Regions from separate parts of the Mus musculus genome. Here region 1 is linked to region 2. A link is a contact called in public promoter capture Hi-C data. All regions are on one chromosome and are shown on one strand. Each heading gives the region's core, a stretch centred on a gene start, on an enhancer-like site or on the middle of the called end of the contact. The rest is flanking DNA. Distances are from core to core; before and after follow the strand shown. Region 1 has its middle 14 kb from the start of Halr1. Region 2 holds the start of Skap2 (src family associated phosphoprotein 2).

Region 1 (6,650 bases), core at 4,131-6,630, 110 kb after region 2:
CTTTCTCATATGTCTTATTTTTGAACTATATAAATATGTATAAATATATTACCTATTCAGAGAAAGGAAAAACAGTAGGATGCTAAAAGAATGGAGACATAGACCAGAAAATCTGGCCATGGGCAATGTAAGTTGAAAGAATATATGTCAATAATTCAAAAAACTGAAATTTTAGTTTTTAAAATATTTTTTTAGATTGATTTTATGTTATGTGAATGAATGCTTGCCTGCATGTGTGCATGTGCATCATGTGCATGCTTGGTGCCCAAGGAAGTCAGGGGACGGTGGACCCTCTAGAACTGGATGATTACAAATGATTGTGAACCACCATGTGGGCACCCAGGTTCTCTGCAAGATCAACAAGTGCTCTCAACTGCTGAGCCGTATCTCCAGACCTGGAGCAAAGCTGAGTAGAGCTTCCAGCTCTACCAACCCCTCAAGGGCTGCCTGGCCTGCGCACATTATTTGACCACCCAGTGCCTGCTCCACAAGAGTTGGGGGTAGGATTGAGAAAGTTAGAACAAGGACAAGGATACCACAAGAAGATCTACAGAGTCAACTAACCTGGGTGCATGGGGGAAGCTCTCAGAGACTAAATGCCAACCAAAGAGCCTGCAGGGGCTGGGCCTAAGCCCCCTACACATTTGTAGCAGATGTGCAGCTTGGTCTTCATGTGGGCTCCCTAACAATTGCACCAAGGACTGTCTCAGTCTCTGTTCCCTGCCTTTGGATCCCCTTTCCCTAGATGGACTGCCTGGTCAGGCCTCAGTGGGAGAAGATGTCCCAAGATGGGTTAGCACCCAAGGGGGGCTTCCCCTTCTCCGAGGAGAAGAGGAGAGGATAATGGAGGAGGGGGTTGGGGGGGGGAGGGCTGGAAAGGAGAGGGGGCTGCTAACGAGATATAAAGTGAATAAATAGTTAATGAAAACAAATAATGAAATACAGTCTAAAAATAAATGTACATTTCAGATACTTTTTTTTTAAGTTTCAAGGGAGAACACCTCCCTCAGAAGATGACCGTGAGGATTAAATTAGACACTCTCGCACGCGCACACACACATACACAGAGAGAGGGAGAGAGGAAGAGAGAGAGAGGGGGGGGGGAGAAGAAGAAGAAGAAGAAGAAGGAAGAAGAAGAAGAAGAAGAAGAAGAAGAAGAAGAAGAAGAAGAAAAAGAGGAGGAGGAGGAGGAGGAGGAGGAGGAGGAGGAGGAGAAAGAACGAAGAGGAGGAGGAGAGAGAGAGAGAGATCACAGCTAGCTTTTGGCTCATCACAAGCAGCTTTCTACTTTATTTCTCTTTGACTCTTGTTTGTTGTTTGTTTTAGTTACTCCCCACCCCCACCCCAGTCTGACCTTTCTTCCACCCTTAGGGTTTTAGAGTTTTTCCCCTTTCCTTTCTTCTCTCCACCTTTCTTTTAAAAATGAGAATGAAACCTAAAATAATCCCAGAGTTTATTAGACAAAGTTGCCCTAAAGAAAGACACTCACACAGGAAATGGAACCTGTGGTGTTTGCTAGGAAAACGCAGAATTAAAAACATCAGCGTGAAAGTCGATCTTCACAGCCGCCCTCGGAGACCATCAGGACAAGAAAGGACAAATGAGGTTCAAAGGGGGTGGCCTGAAGCTGCACTGCCTGCTAGCAGGCACTCAACATGCTTTGTTAGTGTGGCTATTATGCTCCCCAGATTCCAGAATGTTCTGTGCCACCAAGAGTGTAAACAGAAGGAAATACCCCTCTGTCTCATGCACCTTGATGATCACGCTACTTAAAGCTATCATGTAGTAGAAAGGAACAGAGGATTCCTAAGTGTGGATGGCTAGAACTTGAGCAGACCACTTAAGCGACACTGAGCCAATCTTCTCATTCCGGAATTTGTGAATAGTTTTCTACCACTAGATTGTAAAGGGTTAAATGAGAGAACAGGCTAGAAAAGTACTTTGTAAACTGTAAAGTTCCATTCCAGGTATGGGGTAGAGGAGATGTTATCTGGTTTAGCAGTGGAGTGCAAGATCAAACGTAGGTTAGAGGTGTGTGGGGGGAGGGGTGTTAAAAAAAGAAACTTAAAAGACCTCCCAGGGAGAGTAGCGAAGTTACAAACTTCCACACTGTTTCCCCTGCAGGGAACACTCACCCGGGCACAAAGGCAGACCCCATGGGTCAATCCCACCTTGAACAAATGTACGCCTTTCCATTTGCTACAGCTGTCTGGTGGTCAGAGGTGAAGAGCAGACCAGACAGCTGGCAAGACATGAAACAACGAGATGTAGGTATCACCTTAAAAAAAAAAAAAAAAAAGCACCTGTGGGAAATAGTGTGCGATCGAAAAGCAGCAGCAAGTGCTTGGGGCATTTCAGCTGGAAAGTGAGACAGAGGCAGACCCAAGACAGATGCAACCCACACCCTCCATCTGCAATCAGAGTGCCTCACATGTCAGAAAGCAAGTTGTCCTCCCTCAGGGCAATCTTGAAGGCTGTCAATGTTCTAGCCATGAGAAAACAAAAAATCTATATAGGACATTCCAACATGTGGAGGCCTGATAGGGCTGAAAGGCTCTATGGGAGTCTAACTAGCGCATGCTTCTCACTTGGTGGACTGGGGATGGCGGGTGGGCTTGCTTCACTGGGGAGGGGAGAGCGGTGTCTGAACCTGCCTGGGGACCGGCCACTGCTTCTGATCTAAGCCAGCAGAGCTGGGCAAACAACCTGGGTTCAAACCCAATTGCTTCAATAGCTACATTGCTTAACTGCAGTGGCTGACATGACTACCCTCCCACAGCTTCAGTTTCCTGGTCTGTAAAACAGGGGTGGGTGAGTAACAGCACTTTCCTCTGCGATGGTGCATGGCTCAGACTAAGTGATACCTGATAAGGCAATTAGGAAGTGCCTGGCACCAAAGCAGCTGTCAATAAGCATTGGCTATTACAGGACTGTTTCAGAAGGGAAGCTCGTTAGCTCATCTGGTTCCTAAGGTCCAGAGCTGTGTGAAAACAACTAAAATCTGCCCTGTACCGGCAAGCATACCAACGGACCTTACACACTCACAAACGTCTAAGAGACATTTCAAATGCTTCTGTGATTTTTTCCCCCACATTGGGGTGTTGTACCACGACAGGAATGTATAGGTCAAAGGACAACTTGCAAAAAAAAAAAAAAAAAAAAAAAAAAAAGTTTGTTCTTTCCCCCATGTAGGTCCCAGGAAGATTAAACTCAGGTCGTTGGGCCCATACCCACTGAGCCATCTGGTCAGCCTTCAAACTTTATGAACTAATTTAGATAAATCAGACGTGCATGCAGAAAGGCAGTGAATCTTGTGACTAAATATTCATATCAGAGCTGTAGTTAGCTCCAGCTGTGTCTCTCACATGCTAGGACACCTGGAACGAGTCACAGCTTTGTGTCTCTGTTCCACATCTATGAACAGAGAAGAATAAAATATCTAACAGTAAAGTAGAGACGAAGTAAGACAATGTATGTGTGGGCACAGGTTTCCATTCAGTCCTTGGCAAGTGAACAGTGCTTAATAGTTGGTTGCTATTATTACTTCATTCACTTGAAAAGCAATAGTCAGAAGAATATTTATTATTAAACTCAAGTGTTTAACCACTAAATTTGTGGTGTGTGTGTGTGTGTGTGTGTGTGTGTGTGTGTGTGGAGACATGTGTGTAGCCTGTGCACACGATGGAGATCAATGTTGTTCTTCTCTAACCCTCCCTACCATATTCCTTTGAGTCAGGGTCTCTCACTGAACCTAGTTAGCCAGCAGCCAGCAAGCCCCTTTAACCCATGTGTCTCTGCCTCCCGTACTGCTGTGGTCACAAGCGCGTGGACATGGATATTTACTTGGGTGCTTGGTGTACAAACTCGGGGCCTCATGCTTATACAGCACTCTTAAACACTGACCCACCTCTCCAGAGCCTCTTTTTATCTTAAACAATAGTGGAGATGGATCTTAGGGAGACAAGTGCTGTACCCTTCAGCTATATCCCCAGCCCCTATTCATTCGAAAGAAGGAGAGAGGGAGGGAGAGACTGAGGAAGGAAGGAAGAAAGGAAGGAAGGAAGGAACGAAGGAACGAAAGAAAAGAAAAGAAAAGAAAAGAAAAGAAAAGAAAAGAAAAGAAAAAAGAAAAGAAAAGAAACATGTCCTAAGCAGGGCTGGAGAGATGCCTCAATGGTTAAGAATGTGTTGTGCACTTTCCAGCCAGCACGGAGCCATGGGCACCTCTCAGGACAACTGGCACAAGCACTGCAAGATGGTGTGTGTGTGTGTGTGTGTGTGTGTGTGTGTGTGTAAGAGGAAACGCTACCACAGGAAGCGGAAGTATGAACTGGGACAGCCTGGGGCCAGCACTAACATCGACCCTCACACATTCCATGTTTGAGGAGGCAATAAGAAGTACCATGCCCTGAGATTGGATGTGGGTAACTTTTCCTGGCCCCTGAGTGTTGTACTCGAAAAACAAGGATCATTGATGTTGTCTACAAAGCATCTAATAATGAGCTTGTCTGCACCAAGACCCTGACAAAGAACAGCATCGTGCTTATTGACACCACACCATACTGGCAGCGGTTCGAGTCCCACTATGCACTGCCCCTGGGCCAACAAAGAAGGGGGCCAATCTGACTCCTGAGGAGGAAGAGATTTTAAACAAAAACCGATCAAAGAATACTCAAAAGAAATATGACGAAAGGAAAAAGAATGCCAAAGTCAGCAGCCTCCTGGAGGAGCAGTCACAACACAGCAAGCTTCTTGTCTGCGTTGCCTCAAGACCAGGCCAGTGTGGCAGAGCAGACGGCTATGTGCTCGGAAGGCAAGGAGCTGGAGTTCTATCTGCGGAAGATCAAAGCCCGGAAAGGCAAATAAACCATTATTCACAGCTCGTGTAATAAAGGTGTTTGCTGTTCTATATTAAAAAAAGAAATGTTGCTCTTACAGAGGACCAGAGTGGCTTACAAGTATCTTTGTCCTTTTTCTGTCCTCCACATTCACTTGCACACATCCACACACAGATACCCACCATAATTAAAAATAAAATAAATTTCTTTCCAAGTTCCCGAATGTGTACTACTTGCCAGACCCTTGAACACAGCCCTCTGTGTGCAGACAAAGCATCAGCTTTTGTCAGCTATGGCTATTGAACTCGGGAGTTTACTCTGCCAAGACTCAGCATTTCATTATTACCCACATTTATTAAAATATCTACATGATCTGACTGCAATCAGACTAAGTCAGGTAACAGCAACAGAAAAAAAAAAAAAAAAGAAAAGAAAAGAAAGCCTGTCACTTTAAGAATTTGTAACGTTGGTCCCATTAGCATTCCTCTCTGGTTTTATGCACTTGGTCTGTGCTGTGGGATGTAGCATAAATTATCTGCCTTCAGCAAAACGAACAGCTGAAATGCAGGATGGCCTGACAGTGCTTGTTAGACCATTAGCTACTGTGAGTGCTCACTGCGGACTGACTGCCTTTCAGCTGTCTCAAGAAGCCTTTAAGTGATTCAAAACCTAGAAGTCCAGTAACCCAGTATCCAAACCAGTCCAGTACTCAACAGCATGAGAGTTAGGGTTTAATTAATAAACAGCCCTCCAATGGTTATTTTAATGTAAAATATCACCACATTCCAACGTCTTTTGTATTAGTAAAAAGCCAGCCACAGTGAAAAAAAGTGAAGCAATGTTTTGGTAAAATCCTTTTAACAGATCTCTCTCTCTCTCTCTCTCTGTCTTCCCTCTGTATGTGTTAGCATGCAAGACATATATGTATATACATATGTATATATATGTGATATATATATGTATATATATGTGAGATATATATATATATATATATATAAAATAAAGTACTCAGTGTTTATTAACTGACCAATGGCAAGAATGCCACAGCAAACTCAGTGTATCCTTTATTGTGCCCGTTGATCTGGACATTCCTGTTGCCAGGATCTTTGCCTTCTACAAAATAGGTAGTATTTTTCTTTAATTTTTAAAAAGTGTATTCATGTGTGGATGTTTTGCTTGCATGTCTGTCTGTCTGTACACCAAATGCACGCCTGGTGCCTGTGGCGGTCATAAGAGTGGGTTGGATCCAGTACTAGAATTACAGTTGTGAACTGCATGTGGGTGCGGGGATTCCGGGCCCAGGTCCTCTGGAAGATCAGACTGGGTTTTTAATTTCGAGGCATCTCTCCAGCCTTTGGTAGTGTTTTTCTTTGCCCCACGTCACAGAGAAGATCTTTTGAAAGGCTTCTTTGAAACATTTCAAGCTAGCTACATCTCAAGACTCAGATCCTCTATGCAAATGATGCTTTGTTCACCAAGCCCACAGCCCTTCAAAGTAATGTTATGTTGAGAAATTCACTTTTTGTTGATGGTTTTTGCAATCAGTTCAATAACTGACTCACTTCAGGTTTGGGCGCTGTGCAGTGTCTAGTTCCCCAGTGCCCAGAGTGCCACCTGAAATGCTGCTGGACTTAACAGAGGTACCCTGAAGAGCTGGAGAACATGAAGAAGATGCAAACCTCCCAATCTTTGGCTTCACACCACTGTTCCTCGCACCACTGGACCAATGCCAGTTGGGTTCTTTAGGAACATAGAACTGGCTGGATTTGCTTACCACCCCAGCCACTTGAATCTCAGTTCTGGCTCTGGGTG
Region 2 (7,255 bases), core at 3,305-5,804:
GCAAGGGGTGAAGCAAATCTGAGTTTTATAATCCAGTCTGCTACAAAATTCTCAAAACTGGCGATACAAGCTAAATGGTTTATTATGATAAAAGGCTGGGCTGTTGAAAGAGAAGCCTGGCCATCTTTCACCCTCTTTAGGTTTATCTAATCAAAATCTTTTCACCACACACTTCAAAGAAACCACAGTGAGTAACACAGCGTCTGAGATTTACACTATTCCCACCCACCACTGGGTAGCACCTAATGTAATGTGTTCAGAGTGTGATTGGAAGAGAAACGTAAGCTCAGTAGGATGAAAAAGATAGACTTGGCTTTAATTGAAAAGGACAAACTAAATAAATAATGAGGATATAAAACCTAGCCTGTGCCACTTTTATCACCCATATATGACACTTAATATTCAATTTATGGGCAACAACTGAACTGTGTTTCAAACCACCAGAGCCTTTCCCTCCTCTTGTGTCCTTACCTTCTCTCTACAAGCACTTCAAGGCGAGAATCAGCAGAGATAAACATAGTCGGAAAGTTCATTTTTTAGTACAGTTAGATGTTTTGAAAGAAACTAATGCTGATTAAGATTACATTAACAATTTAAAATGCACATACTTTCAAGAGCCTTACTTAGTAATCCAAGGAAAAATACTTTCACTGGAAAGCCATGCTAACATAGCCCCCAACAAGAAAAGAAGGTGTTTTACCCTTAAGTAAATAGATAAGTAATTTTCCTAATGCTACTTCTTCATTTACAGATACTATTTGACCCAGACAAAATCTCTATAACATCTGGACCCTTGATTTGCAAATGCATATCCGTATTTGTAGAAGGAAGGCTCTTAGAGGTGCCGTAGGTTGATCTCACTTCCAGACCCAATGTTCTCTTATCGACTTGATCCTCATTAGTTGCTGCTGCCAAAATAGGGAGGCTTGTCCTGGCTCTGTGATAATCCAGGTACTTAGAAGAAGGTGGCTACTGGTGACTCAGTAGGTGGCACTCTTCCCTTTGCATACTCAGCCAGGGCTCCAGGAGGAAGCTATGAACACCAGATATACCATAAATAATTCTTACAAGGAAAATAAAGCTAAAGTGGTGACCAAATTATAAACAGGAATTGGAAAGGTGAGAAACAAGCCATAGTGCACTTGGCATTGAAAAACCCTACCTTGGTTTCAACTGAATTGCATTCTTTATCAAATGCCCCAAACAGTGTGATCTATTACACTGTGTGAAGGAGGTGAAAGGAAAAAAAAAAAAATGTCCTGGAAATCCCCAGTAGGGGGAAAAGGCAATATTTCTAACCAAAACTGCCATCTGAACAAATCTCAAGGTCACCTTGCTAAAACCATATAGTCACTTTCTTATGGCTTGTTCAATTTGGTTTTAATTTTTCAGTGCCCCAACGGTTATTTTCTTCTAACAGTGGTTTCATTTTCTAATTTATTAAAAAGGTAACACTTCCCGCTTAAAATCTGTTGATATGATATGAATGGATGAAAATGAGTGCAAATATCTGATTGCGAACTCCTAGCAGCCCCGTCCTTCCAGGGTGATTAGACCAGCAAGCGCTGCAGGCAGCAGGCAGCACTCCCAGGGCTGTTCACCTTCTGCCTGCCAGAGGAGCGCCCACATAAATCAAGGCCATGCTTGCTATTAGTTCTAGTCAAAATATTTGGGTATAAGGTAAGATTAAATGGCCAAGGCTTGGGGCTATCCTTTGGTTTGAATTATCCAGGATAAACCTGTTCTTTCATTGTTTGAGAGTGGGGGGTGTCAAAGGTTGATTCAACAAAATTTTATATAAACTGTACTAAAAAGGAATAATTTAACATTTATTTTTTAAAAAAATAAAGGCATTTAATTTTTAGTACATTGATTCCATAAAAAATATAACTGTTCAAACTATTATACTGTCATTCTTTCAAGGATATTACTAACTAAGAGTTGGGAGTAGTAACTTTATTTTTGCATTTCCATTCAGTTACTTTTTTAAAGGAAAGGCATGAAAAGAGGACAAATATTGAAATGGTAGTGAAAAGCTACTGTAATCAAAAAGCCAAACAATGACAAAGAAAAATCATGATTACAAAAAACCATAAATTTGAGCACCTATCTCAGCAAACACTTGTGTGGCATCTGATGATTTACATGACGAGCATAGGAAACATAAAGTGAGATTATTTTCTTTCTTGTAAAAGCAAAGGACTTGAAACTCCTGTAAAGGTTGGTTTCTAACTAATTCACACTGTGCCATGCATTTTAAGAGCCTTGACTGCTTACAGCTACCAGGATCCATATCTCTTCTTCAATTTAAAAAAGAACGCACTATCTTTATATCTATATACCATAGAGCTATGACAGCAATACCTCTAAAATCCAAGTCAATGCAATCACTTTGTTATAACTTTATACTTCTAAATTGTACCATGCACTTTCTCCCAAGAACACCTGAGTGATGGACTTGCCGTCATCCTGCCTCCCCAGAAGATTCAAGGGACAAGTGACTACTGAGAGCCTCTAAGGATGTTAATTACACAAAAAATCTTAACAACTTTCTTTGAAAGCTTGTTTAACGTTGTTTTAAGCCATGAAGACTAGCTCACTTTCCTCTATTCCTTTACCATAGATCACACCCACGAGCTAAAAACATCTCCTAAGAATAAAATGTAAAGCTAACTTGTAATCTGCAAAGTTATTATTTTGATATTTGTTTCTAATCCCTCATGTATTTTAGAAAAAACTAATTTCAAACATTATGCTAGTCCAACCTCTAATTTAAAAGATGGCAGAACTACACAGGAAGTTAGGATTAGCAGGTAAATGTATAATCCTGCTCTCTTTACAGGATACAGGAGAGAGCGAAAACAGTCTGTAATCTGTGAGGGTCAGTGGGTGACGGCTGTTGTAGTCATACAACATAGGATGTTGGAAGAGTGACTGTGGGTCCAAGCTTTAGAAGCAAAACCGGGTTGTTATTTTTTTTAATTACAAATATGGACAACCTAAAAACGATGACATTTCTGGAACAAAACATTTTTCTGATCTAATTATTAAGATATTTTTCTAAACATGCAATTCCTGCATTGCCCCTCCCGCCACCCCATAAAATGTTAACTGTAATGAGACCAAACTGGTACTCCTCTAAGCTCTCATATAAGAAACTAAAACATTTCCTTAAATCAGCATCGACAGTTCTTTCATCATTTCTCTTAGTGCTATCCATGAATGATGAGAAGCATTTCTCAGAGTGACATAGCACACCCTCACCCTGCATCATGTTCATACAAACACAAGTCTCCATCCACACATAATGCAAACAACCCAACAGCTTAACAAGGTATTCTATGATGCTTGGTCTCATACTGTTGCAACTGTAACTTACTAGTTCAAATGTACCTTTTAGAGGACATTGTTTTTAACGATTAAAACACACAGTTAACAGCACAGGCATCTAAGCGAAACTTTTTAATCCATGATCTATATTGAAAGGAATGTTTTAGAGACAACCAAACTAAAATTATTCCATTTCCAGATGTTAGCATCTACAAGACAAAGTATATGGTGGTATCTAAGACCATCAGGATAGGTGAGACTTGTGATACTCTAAAAAGATGTATTTTTTATTTTGTGCAGAACTATCGAGCTTTTCTTGATGCTTAGTGGAACTACACACCTCCAGACATTACTGACCTAACTGAGGAACTGAGGAACCGCATTTCAACTCCTACAAGTAAGTTCCTATAAATGGGAATGTAAAACCAAAAAGGGGAAGATGAGGTTGCAAAGATGAAGTTCCTTGATCACATGATACAGGAAGTAGGAGTTTTAACACAGCCTTCCTTTTTCACTTTTAATAGTTACTGAGGCTTTAGAAATAGTGGCTATTTGAAAATCGGGCACCCTTCAAAACTATAAACATGTTTGGCCTGACTGTTCAAGAAAATGGGGGTGGGGTTGGAAATAGTGCCTTTTGGCCTCCTAACTCCCAACACCTGCGGCCCTGCAGATGCACCTGCATCCTTACTGGCCAGGCCACCCAGGCAGGACCTAGTGCTTGGACTTCTGCTTTCGCAGTTCTCAAACATGCATTCATCAACATTTGCTGTCCATCTCCCGCCCTCACATTCCGGTCTTCATGAAACGCATAACTGTCCGGCTGTCCAGGGAGGATCAGCACATTTCAGCATACACGCCCACTCCCTTCTAGTCCCGACATCCCAGTCCCCCTATACGGCCCGCCCCCCACCGTCCGCATAGGGTGAGGGCTAAGCGCTTCTGTCCCTGTCGGCTCGCCGTCCCCGCGCCCCCGCCCCTAGCGTCACCGCCCCCTTCCCGCTCTTTACCTGCCAACAGGTTCCTAATTTCCTCAGGGAGAGGGCCGGGAGAAGAGGTACAGCTGGGGTTGGGCATGATAATGGCTTGGACCTAGACTCGCAATAGCGGTCCGAGTAAGCACCGAGAGGCTACGACTCCGGACACGGCCCGTCCGAGACTGCCAACAAGGAAGTCACTAGCTCTCCAGCCAGCGGTCGCTGGACGCCGGGCCCTGCCCCCTCCCCGCCCGGGAGAATTGGGCGGGGCTATGGGTGAAGGGGCGGGGAGACCGGCCTTAAAACCTGACTGCGCTTGCGTAGACCTTGCTTTCTGACTGTCCGAAGAAAGCGCCTCCGGGTAGACCACGCCCACACACAGCCGGGAAGGCCACGCCCATACGCGGAAGCGAGCAGGAGGCGAGGCCTCCGAAGGAAGGGAGCGAATTGGAGCTGTGTCACCTGACCGGCCCTTGAAGCTCGTCCGCGCCATTTTCGTTACTGGTATGTCAGCCACACCTCTCTTTCTCCAGGATTCCGGAAAATAAAGCCTCCGCAAGGCTTACGCACTTTCCCTTTAAGGGGTCATCTAAATACTGGTCTTTTCCACCAAGGTTTAAACCCCCGTCTGGTAACCCACCAAGAAGTTTCTACCATTACCCCCCAACTAGCATGGCTTTCTTTGTCCCACTAGATGAAGGTAACGGAGTCCCATTTTCCGCCAATCCTTCCTGAGAGTCTTAGTCCTAAAACGGCGGAGCGTTCTGATTGGCGCTGACATTACTTTCCTACTTATTCTTGGTGTGGTTGATTTCTCTCGCTCTGACGGAATTAGTTCTAGATAATATCCTTTTAGGGTCAGGCACCTGAAATGTGCCAGAAAGCCACCTGTACCGTTGCCCGCTCTAAGTATTTTTTAATTGCAAATAGTGGTTAGAACAGGGAAAATATAAAATTTACTTCAATCTAGTCAGCAAAGGTTGAGTCTTTCAATATTACACGTTTACACTTAAAATCCAAAAAGTTCTGGGTCCTTTAGTCTTTAAAATGGGTGGTGTGTGTGTGTGTGTGTGTGTGTAGAAATGATAATTACATTCAAGTGCCATCAACCTTTACAATCCATTAAAACCTACTGTGTAGACATATTTGTCATGTAGATGACGCTACCAGAGCTACTTAAATACAAAAGAGGATGATACGAGTCTTCAGAGAGGAACTGACAAGGGAAAACATTTTGAATGTAAAGTGTGTATTTAGTTAAAAATATGCTTGGAAAGGTGGCTAATGATACACATCAAGTTGCACCTTCCACTTTCCTTTGCCAGGCACATCATTTTCAAAATGACATCTGAATATCACCTACCTACATTGGTAGAAACAAACAGTGGTTTGTTTGTTCTTATTTCTCCTAAGTTGTGCTCAGAATGTTGTGTCAAAGCTCCAATCAGGAGTATGTTTGTAGGAGGCACAGTATGGTGTGGGGGAAGGGGGTGTCTCTGTGAGACATGCTGAGATACCAGCACAGGAAAGTATAGTATAGAATATTTTGGGCATGGGGAGGGGAATTGAGTGGAGACAGAGAAAAGCAGAGAGAGGGGGAGAGGAGGGGAGAAGACAGGAGAGGAAAGGAGAGGAGAGGAGAGGAGAGGAGAGGAGAGGAGAGGAGAGGGGAGGGGAGGGGAGGGGAGGAGAGGCAGGCAATAAGCATGTGGAGAGCACAGGGAGGGGCATGGAGAGAGAGGGTAAGGAGCAGGAGCAATAGAAGAGAAGGGAGCAAGAGAGAGAGGGAGAGAGAAGGGGGGCAAGCAGCCCCTTTTATAGTGAGTCAGGCACACCTGACTGTTGCCAGCTAACTGTGAGGCGGAGCCTAGACTAAATGCCAACACATGTACCCTGCAGCTTTCTCCTCCTCCTTCTTCTTCTTGTTCTTCTCCCTCTCCCCCTCTTCCTCTTCCTCTTCTTCTCCATTTATCTATTTATTGTTTTGTTTTCAAGACAGGGTCTCTCTGTCTTAGAACTCACTAGACCAGGCTGTCCTTGAACTCACAGAGCACCACCTGCTTTTACCTCAATGAGTGCTGAGATTAAAGGCATGTGCCACTATCCCAGCTTTTTTTTCCCCTCCAGCTTTCTTTAGACCAATGTTCTTTATACTTTAGTCGGCCTTAGAATCACAGAGAGAAGCTACTAAAATGTGGAGCCTAAAGTCCTACCAAAGAAATTCGGATTAAATGGAAAACAGCATTTAATTTAATTTTGGTTTTGAGAACTATATTACTACTGTTTCCTAACTCTTAACAAAGTAAAATTTGTAATAAGTGTCATCTTCAACTAGAATAAAATAGTTCTATTAATATTTCATCAAAAAGTGTCAGGGCTGGGGGACAGCACAGAGCATCAGAGCATGTGCTTAGCATGTACAGTTAGCAGTACCAAGTGAGTACATACCTGTGTTTTTCAGATTGTACTATGACATTTATGTCATTCTCAAAGAGATGATATAAAACATTGATTTTAAAAAGGAAAATTGAAATCTATAGGTACCTATATCTTACAAAACAGCAAAAACAAAAGCTTAATAAGTAAAACATGCATAATGATAACAAAAAAGACATCTCCAAAGTGTCTGTTTAATCAAAATGGAATCCAAAGTCCCTACCCAGATGAGCAATGTGATAAGTTATTAGAAAAAAAAAAGAGTGCTGAAAATTAGAATTCTCTCTTGTGGAGTTAAAAATGAATTTCATTCTTCCGACTTGAAAGAATTAAGAACTGTTAATAAACTACAAGCTAATCCACTTTTCTAAATAAGAAACTATTGCATAGGCAGTCTGTGTTAGGAAGGATTATCCCTTCCTTTAGTCTTGTCCTACAGAATGTTCTGTCTTCTCACATGTTTTATTAAGAGGCTCTAAATGTTTCAATACTTTGTTGCCTTCAGAAAGAAC

The links. Promoter capture Hi-C pulls out the DNA fragments that hold promoters and counts their contacts.
Region 1: a promoter capture Hi-C map of neural stem cells shows a contact between it and region 2. The contact joins the enhancer-like site here to the promoter of Skap2 in region 2. A contact is called at or near these places in 4 of 39 promoter capture datasets (the 3T3-L1 cell line, macrophages and neural stem cells), 1 of 15 datasets of contacts at CTCF or cohesin (the NIH/3T3 cell line), 5 of 484 Hi-C or Micro-C datasets (CD4 T cells, double positive thymocytes, nephron progenitors and 2 more), 13 of 115 datasets of contacts at active chromatin or transcription factors (bone marrow-derived macrophages, embryonic basal ganglia, embryonic forebrain and 8 more) and 2 of 9 other capture datasets (adipose tissue and embryonic stem cells).

The regions. Positions count from the first base shown.
Region 1 is chr6:52,114,026-52,120,675 of GRCm38.p6, forward strand. It overlaps the pseudogene Rps8-ps3. Among named protein-coding and RNA genes, the nearest start is that of Halr1, 14 kb to the left of the region's middle. Within about 2 kb of position 5,381, at least 32 of the 459 cell types and tissues checked have an H3K27ac peak or open chromatin away from gene starts, as enhancers often do. A contact at or near this core is called in embryonic basal ganglia, neural progenitor cells, neural stem cells and 2 more, where this site is marked.
Region 2 is chr6:52,007,995-52,015,249 of GRCm38.p6, forward strand. It overlaps Skap2 (src family associated phosphoprotein 2), which reads right to left and starts at 4,555. Exons shown (of 13, transcript NM_018773.2): 1 at 4,341-4,555. The coding sequence starts at 4,407.